Regions from separate parts of the Mus musculus genome. Here all the other regions are linked to region 1. Evidence: chromatin contacts called from public promoter capture Hi-C data. All regions are on one chromosome and are shown on one strand. The core of a region is the stretch at or near the end of the contact, and the rest is flanking DNA. Distances in the headings are between cores, read along the strand shown.

Region 1 (4,098 bases), core at 5-2,504:
AGGTTCTATGCCCCAGTATAGGGAAATGCCAGGGACAGGAATGGGGGTGGGGGTGGGGTTTGGGGGGGGGGGTGAGAAGGGGTTTCAGAGGGGAAACCAGGAAAGGGGATAACATTTGAAAAGTAAATAATGAAAATATCTAATAAAAGGAAAAAAGGAAAATGAAAGAGATGTTTAATAAAAATAAAATAAACTCAAACAAAAATCTTAGAAGTGGTAATAGCCAGGCATAATGGCAATGCCTTTAATCCCAGCACTTGAGAATCAGAGTCAGGGAGATCTCTATGGATCTGAGACCAGCCTGGTCTATGACAGCCAGGGCAGTACATTGAGACCCTATCTTGGGGGGGGGGGGGGGAGTTCGTGGATGCAGCAATTTGAATATTGACAGCAAGAAACTCTTTAGGGGATGATACAAAATTTGCATTAATCTCCAGTTTTGTTAGAAAGGAGAAAGTACTTGTAAATAGTGTGTCATAGCTGTTGATTTCTTTATAGTAAAGTCATATGAAATTAATTTCCTCCTCTACCTGAAATGTACAAAGTGAAAAGGGTTGAGGCATTAAAACTATGTATATTTTCTATTTTTGCGCACTGAAACTCCCTACTATCACTTGTAAACTAAACAGACAATTCTGTTACATGTGCTTCAAACATTTATAATTCTTTGTGTAACCAAGAAAATTATTCACAATTCCACAACCCAAGGTATGTAAAAACACAGTTCAGCCAGTCTTAGGGACTAGAAAAGTAACCTAAATGAGTGGGCTGAAACCTATACCATCATCTGTATAATTTTTATTGTTTTCTCAGCCAAAAGAAATCTCCTTGTTTTCACTAATAGAACTAGGAAACCTAGAATAGTTCAGCAGAGACTACCATTTATACCTTTTATTTTTTGTGAAGCTTCCAAAAATTAGTAAGGTTATATTAGTAAAGGCTAATTTTAGTAAAATTTCTATTCTCGCACCTGAAAAGGAAATAGAAAGGAGCTATTAGAAAAAAGGAAAGCTGGTGGGAAGCCGGATAATTAAACTGACTGGTATGCTTAAGATCCTTCAACTGAAGAAAGTTCCAAGTTTAGATAATCTTTGGACAGCAGCAGCGGTGGGGTTAAATCCCGTTACTTAAACTCTAGTTAAAGAAGAAGAAATACCACCGGCAGTTAAATAGTGGCTCCACGTTGTACGAATTGACGAGAGAGTCGTGCGTCTTGCGTGATGACGCAAACTCGTCAGTACGTTTGGGCGTATCCAAAACTGTGTACGTAAGCTCTTGCGTTCACCGTGAGGAAACAGGTCTACGGTGGCTGTTCCGTGAGAAGTTCTCAATTTTTTTCAGCAATGAGTCAAGTGGCAGCGGAAAGTACGGCCGGCCTGGACCAGCAAGTAAGTTGAACCTATATATAAGACGCTCCTTCTTCCCCTTTGTTTTAACTTGGCCATGGCGCAGTATTAACTAAACGCTTAAACTCTTGTGTTGTCTGTACTGGAGTTCTGGCGCCCCATAAAAATCTGAAAAGTAATGAAACTGAACAAAATGGCGTAGATGAGAAAAGAGGGGATAGCAATGACATTACAGATTTCTCTACAGGCTTCGCATAATGGCGGCTTTTATTTGCGAACCGGAGTTTCTTCAAATATTTGTTTGGCGGTGCATTAAAGGGAACTTGTTTTCTCTCTAAATCTTGGAATTATTGTGTTCCCCTCGGGTGGCCCTAATTCCTGAAGTTTGTGAGTTTTTGTAAGTCCATAAAAGCACTGACGCCATCAATTTTGGTTGGCGTTTAGAAAATGCGGCCTTGTAATGGAGGAAATGGCGGCGGGTTAAGCCCTGCTGCTGTCCTGTCGGGCATAATCAGCGAACCAATGAAGGCGAGGGTTCCATTTACATTTTCCTGATAATCTGATAATGTTTTACCACAGTAGTCCCTTTACCTCTTTCCAGCAGTAGAGGAGCCTTTTTCCCCCCTCTTGAGTTCTGTGACGCAGACAAGGTTTCTCTGTGTAGCCCTGGCTGCCTAAAACTTGCTCAGTAGCAGGCTGGCCCACAAACTTCACCTGCCTCTGCCTCCAATTGCTCGGACTAAAGGTATGTGCCGGCACCACCATCGGTTCTTGTTGGGTTTTTCTTAAACCCTAGGTTACACAACAAAGTATTTAAATATTTCGTTGGCGTTGTTGGGCAAAAAACAGATTTTATTTATTTTTTTTTTATCCAGTGCCCTCTTCTGTAGGCACCAATAATGCATGTTATTCAGGTTGGGGAGGGGAGAGAATATCTTCTTTAGGACATAAAGTAATTAAAGAATCTTATCTTAAGACATGAATTTTATTTTTTTCTTAACCCTTAAAGCTAAAACTTCTGAATGCCTTACCTTTTAATTTCATATTCATTTGTGTTTTGCCTGTATGTACTCTCAGTGTGAGAGTGTCAGATCCTATGGAACTGGAGTTAGAGACTCCAGAGTTGGGAGTGAGCTGCCATGTACATTCTGGAAGTCCTCTAGAAGAGCAGCCTGTGTTTTTAACCACCGAGCTGTTTCCAGCTGCCTACATTTTTTTAAATTGATTTTTATCTTATGTATTCAAGTGTTTGCTTGCACTTATATGTATGTCTATACATCGTATGTTTGCTTGTTAGCCCTTGGACATTAGAAGAGGTTGTCATATATCCTGGAAGTAAAATTATAGAGAGAGCCAAATTTGAGGAAGGGAACCTGGGTTCTCTGCAAACGCACAAAATTTTAAGTTGCTGAGAAGTCAAGATGCTATTTTGCCACACCAACGGAAGGTGGAGAGCTCAGAAGAGGACTTTGTGAAATCCATTATCTTCTACCTTTATATAGGTCTAAAAAAGTCAAACATTTCTAGGCTAGTCTTTATCTGCATGAAGATGCTGGTTTTTCAGTTTGGTGATTTAGGAGTGGTTCCTATTGAAAATAATTACAGAGCTAATTTGTTTTAAACGAAGAACTCTTTAAAGTTGTATTTTATATGAAGTTCTGTTGCTTGCCATTGACATAGATTATCAACTTCAAAGCAGTTTTCCTCTTTGAGGATATAAGCACTTTGTGGTGAACATGGTAGTAATTCTCAACCCTATCATCGAAAAAGTATTTTCTCCATTTTTGTAAATTTTATTTTGTTGTTTTATGTGAATGGATATTTTCCATGAATGTATGTGCTTGCAGTGTCCTGGAAAACTAGAAGATATGTTTGGATCACCTGAGACTGGAGTTAAAATTGACTGTGAGCAGCCAAATGGGCTATAGGATTTGAACCCTGAAGCCTCTGGAAGAGGAGCCAGTGCCCTTAATTAATGAGCAATCTGTCCAGCTCCCTAAAAGGTTGCATTTAGTAAATGGTATAGTACAAGGCTCAGGGTTTTAAATTTTCTGATTTTTGTCTTTTGTGGTGGTATCCAGCGTGGTTTTTGTTTTTTTATTTTGTTAATTTATGAACAATTAATATCTATTTTACAGTTTGTTGGTCTTGACCTGAAATCATCAGATAATCAGAATGGAGGAGGAAATACAGAGAGCAGTAAGTATAAAAAAATAATTAATTACAGAAATTTTTCTAGGTTTTTGCTATTATCATTAGCCTTAATAATTACTTTACATTTAATTCTTTTTCTGTTTTTAATAAGCACAGGATGTGCTACAAAGGGAAACCACCCTGAGCTGAAATCTTCAATCACTTATGTAGTTTTATGGTTCCAACTTGTATTTTGAACAATTGAACATTTCACAGAGATATTATTTCAGTTTGCTTTTGGACAAATGGGAAATATTTTGAGTAAAATAATGTTATGATTATCTTGGGACAAACCAAAGCTGCTTTTTCTGCATCTCAAACACTTATACACATAAATTAAATAAAAGCAAATAGAATATCCCATGTCTTAGTTGTTTTGTAATATTGGTGCATAGATTTAAACTATTTTTGTAGATGATACTTTGAAACTTGTTCACCTAGTAATTTGAAATAGTTTTAGGAAAAGAAAGCGTTAGTAGAGAGGTGGGGCTTAGGGGGATAAAAATACTGAGAAGGAAAAAACATTAAAGCATGTGGTTTGAGTATGATGTTTTTTCAA
Region 2 (4,424 bases), core at 7-2,506, 280 kb after region 1:
ACCAATTGTGCCTACAAAAAACAAAAAGCTGTTATGCACATAACTACAGCAAGTACTTTAGACTTTATATTATGCATTTATATAAATATAACGTACAATGATATAATGTTAATTTCACCTTTTCACAAACCCTGTTTTCAAATATAACTGAAAAGTACTTTTTTACTATTGGTTAAACTTAAATGCAAGCATTTAATACCAGCACTTTGGAGGCACAGACGGGTAGACCTCTGTGAGCCTGAGACACTCACTTAATCTACAAAGCAAGACTACAAAGTGAGATCCTATCTATCTTCCAAAAGTTCCCTTTTAAAACACCCAAGTCTCGAGGATGTCAGCTTCCAGATTCCTGTGATTTCTGGAATATCTGATGGGAATTCTTTAGGTAACTACTTTTACAAGATCTGTAGCATTCTAACTGGGACAATTGGAGTCTGATAACTTCAAAGAAAATACAGAATTATCTATTGCCATAATCAACAATTAGATCAGAATAGTTTCAACTACCAATTAACAGTTGTTCTTACCTATATTAATTGTGGCTTGTCTGCTGATAATTTCACGTGAAAGCGGAGTCAACTTGGTAACATCCTGCAAGGAGACATTTTTAAGACCATTGCCTTTCAGGAGAAACCAACGTTTTCCTATAACCCATGGGTTTACAATACACATCTCCTTCCTGATCCTATTTTTAAAGGGGTTTTTCCTGTCTCTATCTTACTTTTTAAATTATTTTTAGAAATGTACGGAGAGAAACAGATGTTCTGGAGGTACATTTTCGTAGCAATCTTTAAAGGATTTTAGCGGTCGAGAAAACTAAAAAAAGAACATTATTCTCCGTACAAAATCAATTCAGTTTCACTACATCAGAGCTCGCGGACTTCGACGAAGGTAAAAACTTTTTTTCACGTATTTATAACAAGATTAACGTTTAAACTGTTTATCATATGATCCCCTCTCAAACCGTCTGAGGTTTAAAAAAAAAAAAAAGCCACATTAATAAAGCCTCAACGACAAGCTCTCGGTTCCAGGGTTTGGTCACTGACTGAAATACAGTCGGTATCACCGGTCTCCTTTCTCGCGCCCCAAAACTGCCAGGACAACCTAAACCCAACGCTTTCCCCACTATGGACTTTACATAGCAGTTCAGGAAGGAAAATCTCACCAAAGTGGCAAGATCCTGACGAGAAAGATGCGGCTGCCCGAGAGTGACACCGGCTTCTCCGCCCGCCATCTTGCTCACGAAAGAAGGAAGTGGCTGTGGCCTCCGCTGTCGCGTCACAAAACGCACAAGCCTATGGGCGGGGCTGTAAAATGGCGGATTAAAGGCTGACTAAGAATCTGGCCTGGAAGAACGGGCAGTAAACATAGGTGTAGCCTTATTACGAGGACTTTACTCTGACTGACTTTGTATATTGAGTTGTACGAAACTTACTAAAAAACAATATATAAAGTTCAACAGCTACTTGCCATGGACTTCATAACTATTAGTGCAGGCAACGTCAAGGGCAGCCCCAGTGAAAGCCCCACCCCATCCTAACCTCCATCCCAACCCCTACCCTCACCCCCAACTACGGGGCGGGATTAAAGGTAGCCTCTTGTTTTAGGTTCCATTAGTGTCTCAGACACTTGAATTTTAATGTGAGCGATCAGATTACTTTCTGATTTCTTTTACTAACCCTAACCCTAATTTATTTGCTCAGATGATAATTTAGTTTAATACATCTAGATTGACTGAAGGGTATTTTGTGGTCTTTCTGGACACAAGACGGCTGGTGGATTTTTGGTGAAGAGTTAGGTACCTGCAGAGCAGGGAAAATACCAAAACTGGAGAGCTTGCAATTAATATGCAACACGGTAGAAGTTATTTACATCGTTTAAGACAAAGAATAATAACAAAAAGAACTTGTAAAAACAAATCCAAAAACTGGCGAGCGAGCGAGCGAGCGAGCGAGCGAGAGAGAGAGAGAGAGAGAGAGAGAGAGAGAGAGAGAGAGAGAGAGAGAGAGAGAGAGACACGGAGGGACGGAGAGAGAGACGGAGAGAGACCGAGAGAGAGAGAGAGAGAGAGAGAGAGAGACACGGAGGGACGGAGGGAGAGACGGAGAGAGAGACGGAGAGAGACCGAGAGAGAGACAGAGAGAGAGAGAGAGAGAGAGAGAGAGAGAGAGAGAGAGAGAGAGAGAGAGGGAGAGAGGGAGGGAGAGAGAGAGCGAGGGAGGGAGGGAGGGAGGGAGGGAGGGAGAGACAGAGAGACCGAGAGAGACAGAGAGAGAGACAGAGAGACCGAGAGAGACAGAGAGAGAGAGACAGAGACAGAGAGAGAGAGAGAGAGACGGAGAGAGAGAGAGAGAGACCGAGAAAAGGGGAGGGTAGGCAGGCGTCAAGAGGGAGAGAGAGGACAAGGAAACATAACAAACAAACCCAACAACAACAACTAACAAAACAAACAAACAAAACAAAAGAGCCTGGCGTGGTGGCACACGCAGCACTTGGGAGGCAGAGGCAGGCGGATTTTTGGTCTACAGAGTGAGTTCCAGGGCTATACAGAGAAACCCTGTCTCGAAAAACCAAAACCAACCAAACAAACAAACAAAAACAAAAACAAAACAACAATAAAAAACTGCTTTAATAGAAATAACTATATTTATACATCTATATTTGATATTTAATTTTGGTGAAATAATTTAGGAGGCAAATATCTGTTTAAAAGTAAATATGAGGGTTGTGAAATGGCTCATTGGGTAAGAGCTCTGACTGCTCTTCTGAAGGTCTTGAGTTCAAATCCTAGCAACCACATGGTGGCTCACAACCATCTGTAATGAGATCTGACTCCTTCATCTGGTGTGTCTAAAGACAGCAACAGTGTACTTATTTATAATAATAAGTAAACCTTTTTTTTTTTAAAGTAAATATGGTTTTAATCCTAATACAGGGTCCTGGGAATTTATTTGTTCATGGCAAACTTGATCTGCATAGCAAGTTTCAGGGCAACATGAACTTTATAAACATGATTTCAAAAAACTAAATAGCAAAAAGCAAGGAAACAAAACACAAGGTAGAGGCAAATTTATGCTTAAGAATACTTGAAGCTGGCTGGGGAGATGGCTCAGTGGTTAAGAACACTGACTGCTCTTCCAAAGGTCCTGAGTTCAAATCCCACAACCACATGGTGGCTCACAACCATCCATAATGAGATCTGATGCCCTCTTCTGATGCATCTAAAGAAAGCTACAGTGTACTTAGACATAATAATAAATAAATGTTAAAAAAAAAGAATACTTGGAACTAAAAATATACCTCAGTGGTTAAAGTGCTTTGCTTTGTTTGCAGTTTTAGTTTCCTAGTGATGTTAACATCAAGAAAAGTAGAGGCAGGAGGATCAGAAGTTTAAGGTAGTACTTGTGGTCACATGGAGACATCCTTGAATATATGAAATCCTAAAAGAAAAGAGAGAGAGAGAGAAACCTTATTTGATCTTATTTTATGATAGTGTTATTAATCAATATTTTTGCATTTTACAGATTTTTTTGGAAAATTAAGAAATATAACTGACTATTGTCTCAGTATACTTTATAAATATTGATAATACAGTCAATTATTTTTTTGAAGATATAGGTGAAGTGTACTGTATTGCTTTAGTTGCATTAGCATTTTGATAACCTATCAAAATAATCTTGTGTAAACTCAAAGTCATTTGACTTCTTGAATTGCACCTACTCCTATTTTTTGAGCTGTTAGTCATTCCTTGTCTACCAACTCAAAAGCTGAGTCATCTAATAGCAGGTGAGCTTTATAGCAGATTTTTTTTCTATGAGATTTTCTCCTAGAAATGTCAGATAAGACACCCATGAAATCTCTCCAATATAGGTACCCAAATAAGACCTGAACAAGGAGGAGAAAAAGCTCATGAAGCCTAAACTTTGCATAAGAACTACAGGCAAATTAGGCAGAGAGTGAAAGAAATAGTCTTCCCTAGAAAAAAAGCATAACAAATTTGCTTATGCAATACCAAGTAGTTCCTGTCCACCTAAAGGAGTGTTTGTTTGTTTGTTTTGACTAGCAAAAAGGACATGGCTCTCCATTGTTATATCAATGGTTACATCTCAAAGCTCTCAGGCTCTTCTCACCTCCCCCACTCCTTCTACATGATGCTAGGACGCAGGCTGTTCCAGATCCCTGTTCTCTTTGTAATAGCAAGGTTTTCCCTTGCTCTGACTATCTTCTACTATTTTCTTTCCTGATATTATCAGTATTATCTGTTATTCTCTTCTATTCCCTCTTCTCTTACAAATAGTTCTGGCCATGTCTACTCTGCTTCTTTTTCTCTCAGCTTTGATTTCTCCCAGATGGCTATGGATGTTCTCTCTTTCTTATCCTAACAAAAACCTTTTCTAATCATGGGGTGACTGTCTCAAAGATTT
Region 3 (4,307 bases), core at 1,720-4,219, 390 kb after region 1:
TTTCTTGATTGTTTAAAATATCTTCTGAAAATGGATTTTCACCCAAACTCAATTTCTAAACTAACACTGGCAGCTTATTAGAAGGAAATATAGAAAAATAGTTTATTAGAAAAATAAAATAAGTTATTAGAAAAATAGTTTACCTCAGGCTGTAGCCTTTTTCCTCGTCTACTGTAGCAACTGAATTTTGATGGCTGAACAGACTGTCTAAGAGGAATGCTATGAGGTTTGTATTCCTTGTCTCTTTCTTCACTGTCAAATGGATCTGTGTTACATTGCTGATATGGAGAGAAAAAAATATAAAAATATATTTATGAACATATAAACTCATATATATGTATAAACAATGCGTTTAAGTTCAGCAATGAAATATTCATGTGTATACATATACATAATATTTAAAATAATTAAGTTCAGCTAAACAAAAGTAATACCAGCTTACTCATTTTGAACACCTAAAATATGAAGTTTCTAAAATAAGGAAGCTTAATAATTTCAGAAAATAATTATCTACTTTTCAGATAACAACCTGATGTAATTGCACTTCTTTTTCTAGGATGTGATTTGGTTCATAATAATAACTTCCCATGACAGAAAGGAACTCACTAAAGTTTACTGACCATAGACTGAACAATAAAGCTTTTTATAAGCAAGTTTCCAAAGGCCTATTCCTAAAAATTTAAAATATAACAAATTTTAATTTTCTAACAATTCAAAATAAATGCCAATTACAAAGAAAAAAGTAAAAACGAAAGAAATCAAATCTTGTATCAAGCTCCAAGTCAGTTATGACCCTCACCACAAGATTAGCTCCAGACTGAAATATTTCATAAGGGTAAATGATCCGTTCGTAGTGGGACCGAAGCAGGGAACCAATGTTTTTCCCTGATGGGTAATTAAGGCGTTGGGCAACACGGGCCCACCGACGGTCCTTGCAGATTGCTTCATATCCACCTTCCTCCATCACAATCTAAATGGACAAGAAAATATATACGTAAACAGTGAACACACTGGAAACATCTGAACCCTCCAGTGACCCTTAATGCAGGAAACATAGCATGTCCTTCAAATATCACTTCCTTAACCACTGTATAACTCATATCAGGGTTGTTGCCAGGTTATATTGTACTCCTTTCTAAGCAAATATAAATGGAAGTATGTTTTATAGTTATGGCTTATTTTTTCTCAAATGTTAACTAATCTTACCTTATTAAGGCTGTAAAGGTCCAAGATCTTCCTCTCCACATTAGGTATCTTTAAGGAAGAACCTTGAATTTCCCAGAACTTTGCAATCTGATCCAAATAGTTCAGTTTTACTCTGGTCTGGGCCTGGGAAAGAAAACGGTCAATAAATTAGAACTACTTTTTGCCCCCACTTTGTACTTATCTTTCCTTGCTTTTTTAAAAAATATTTTAAAATTATAATAGCATCATTGCCCCCTTAAACAAACTGGTATGCTACTCCTTGTGAGGCACTATTTCTCCCACTTTTAGTCTTCCTTAGTGCCCTGTAGTTATTTGTCTAAGGTGAGGCCTCCTTAGTTTTCTACTTTTAATAGTACCATACTATTGGTGTCATTCCTGTTTAGATCATGTTTCCACTCCCATGTTGATAAGACTTCTCAACCTCAAAGCAAACTTTCATTTCCTCTGCTCTTTCAATATCACTACTCCCTCTTCCACAATAATCTCTTAAGACCTAGGTGCAGGAAGGAATAAACTAGAAAAGTAAAAGGCAGCCACTTCAGAGTGGGTATGAGGAAGCAATAGAGGAGACTAGAAGGATGTAAGTAACCTTAAAAAAGAAATAAGAAAAACGGAGTATGGAACTTTAATTATACCTCTTGTATAACTTATTTTTTTATTTTTAGGCAAAGGTTATCCTATCTTTACTTTCTTTGTAGCTTTAACCTTAGTCTATCATATAATGGAATGTTGAAACCTTCATGTTCTGGAATTTTATAAACCTATATTGTGTTTTAAAGAAGGCACTGTCATAAATTAATATTTTTAAGAAATGATATGTGGGGTTGCAATAAACAATGTTTGATATCAGAAACTAAATACAAGTCATTGTTGTAACAGCAAAGATTAGAATTCCAATTGTTATATAAAAGCACATTTCTTACCTCCAGTTCATTTAGCCTCTGAATTCGAGGAGTAAATCTGAAGTTATCAACTTCTACAGCAAAAGGAGGTTGCCAATCCTAGAAGCCAATTAGTAGTAGTTCATGGTAAAACTATGTGAATGCATGTCCTGCCAATCAACAGATATTTAACCTGAAGCAAGGATCCCACACCCTTTTCATTTTACTTGAAACTGAGAAAGTGACCAATAAATATAACAATATAAACTTGTATAATATATTTTTCCAGTTATAAATGAGACTGCTAGTATACTGAATTTTTCTTAGTTGAAACATGGTACAGACAACCCATTAACTGAAAATGTATTAACTGCACATCTGCAGAAGCATTTCAAGTTCTAACCACAAGGAATCTGGATGGCTGGAGGACTTTTCTACAGTATGAAAGGAGTAGGTAAAAAGATTCAAAACGCCTACATAAATCTAAGGCCTTGTTAAGGGATCATCATCATCATCATCATCATCATCATCATCATCTCATTTCAGAGGCTTACCGCAGGTGGGCGTATCTTGCAAATGCCTGATTTCTCCGCAATGGGTCTGATTTTAGCTATATAGCCAAGAGGATCGCGGAATTCCGCCCAACTGGGCTCAAACACAGGGCACTCAGGCGGCGGTAGAAAGTCGTCAGATCCTGGCTTCATGTTCGCTCAAAACGCGGTTATAAAAAGTGATTCGATATTAAAGGGCGAATGGAATTGCCTACTCACTGCGTGGCACCCAGGAACTTTATTTTCTTCTAAATTTCAGAGTTTGCTTAATTCCACATTCTTACAAATATTCACCTCCTCGTTCGGTTCCACCATTTTTAGATCACAATGTGACACGAGATGTGTCGCTCCGCTGACTTATTTTTCAAGCGTTATTTATAAATCTGGAAGTCGTTTCACACATAGGTAAAAGTTGAAGCTACAGAAACGAAACGACCAAAGGAAAACAGACACAAACTAATTTATCTTCTTCATTAAACTGTATTTAAAAAAGAAAAAAAAACCGACTGCTTAGATAAATACTTAGCCGGATCTTTTTTCTTTTAAAGATATCACTGCACGCGAGCGCCTGCGCAGTAGAAAGCTAACAACCCGGAAGCAATTTGGCTGCGCTAAAGTGTCTGCCGGAACTCCCTCTTTATGAAAATAGTAACAGGGGTTCTCTTCTCTCTTCTCTTTCTCTTCTCTTCTCTTTCTCTTCTCTTCTCTTCTCTTCTCTTCTCTTCTCTTCTCTTCTCTTCTCTTCTCTTCTCTTCTCTTCTCTTCTCTTCTCTTCTCTTCTCTTCTCTTCTCTTCTCTTCCCTTCTCTCCTTTTTATTTTATTGGTTTTTTTTTTGGGGGGGGGAGAGGGGATTTTTTTTTTTTTGTCCTTACTCGACCAAGTGGCAAGACCTTGACTTTGTGGAAGTTAGTCGGTGACTATAATTCTAGTGCCCCAGTATTTCCATGCACATTATTTAACACTGTACTTGCTATGCATACATTTATTATAATATTTATACATATTCAAGATTAAATTTCACAACAATATCTTCCATAAAAAACTGAAATTTAGCCGGGCGTGGTGGTGCACACCTTTAATCCCAGCACTTGGGAGGCAGGATTTCTGAGTTCAAGGCCAGTCTAGTCTACAGAGTGAGTTCCAGGACAGTTAGGGCTACACAGAGAAACCCTGACTCGAAAAACGAAAACAACCAAATAACCAAACAACCACCCCCTCCCCCCAAATGTAATACCGGACATACTGTATGGAGAATAGGTATGTTATTTACATGCACAAGTACTGGTAAGTAAATCTTTTACTACATGAAAAACTAAGAAAACTTTCTGAGATACTCAGAAATAAAGTTTGTTGCTTTTTTAAGGTAGCAGACACAATTTTGAACAAACAGAAAACCATATTCTCTCTGGAAAATCATCATGACAGATTTTCTTCCTCTCTTTCTCTCTCTCTCTCTCTCTCTCTCTCTCTCTCTCTCTCTCTCTCTCTCTCTCTCTCTCTCTCTCTCTCTCTCCCTCCCTCCCTCCCTCCCTCCCTCCCTCCCTCCCTCCCTCCCTCTCTCTCTCTCTCTCTCTCTCCTCCTTTCTCTTCCTCTCTCTGTTTAAGCAAAGAATTCCACTATTTATGCTGAACAAGCTGTGTAGACCTCATTAAATTACTTTTTGCTTT

What was found. Capture Hi-C pulls out chosen DNA fragments and counts their contacts.
Region 2: a promoter capture Hi-C map of adipose tissue shows a contact between it and region 1. The contact joins the promoter of Eif2s3y here to the promoter of Ddx3y in region 1. A contact is called at or near these places in 2 of 39 promoter capture datasets (cranial neural crest and hippocampal neurons), 7 of 484 Hi-C or Micro-C datasets (Th1 cells, cerebral cortex, germinal center B cells and 4 more), 1 of 115 datasets of contacts at active chromatin or transcription factors (stem cell-derived neural progenitor cells) and 2 of 9 other capture datasets (adipose tissue and liver).
Region 3: a promoter capture Hi-C map of liver shows a contact between it and region 1. The contact joins the promoter of Kdm5d here to the promoter of Ddx3y in region 1. A contact is called at or near these places in 1 of 39 promoter capture datasets (hippocampal neurons), 2 of 484 Hi-C or Micro-C datasets (pre-pro-B cells and rod photoreceptor), 2 of 115 datasets of contacts at active chromatin or transcription factors (the 230-238 cell line and bone marrow-derived dendritic cells) and 3 of 9 other capture datasets (adipose tissue, liver and pancreatic islet).

The regions. Positions count from the first base shown.
Region 1 is chrY:1,283,769-1,287,866 of GRCm38.p6, reverse strand. Ddx3y (DEAD box helicase 3, Y-linked) reads left to right here and starts at 1,254. Exons shown (of 17, transcript NM_012008.2): 1 at 1,254-1,388; 2 at 3,485-3,545. The coding sequence starts at 1,344.
Region 2 is chrY:1,007,427-1,011,850 of GRCm38.p6, reverse strand. Eif2s3y (eukaryotic translation initiation factor 2, subunit 3, structural gene Y-linked) reads right to left here and starts at 1,256. Exons shown (of 12, transcript NM_012011.2): 1 at 1,166-1,256; 2 at 528-591; 3 at 1-11. The coding sequence starts at 1,234.
Region 3 is chrY:896,450-900,756 of GRCm38.p6, reverse strand. It overlaps Kdm5d (lysine (K)-specific demethylase 5D), which reads right to left and starts at 2,969. Exons shown (of 26, transcript NM_011419.3): 1 at 2,642-2,969; 2 at 2,130-2,207; 3 at 1,207-1,329; 4 at 800-970; 5 at 144-278. The coding sequence starts at 2,791.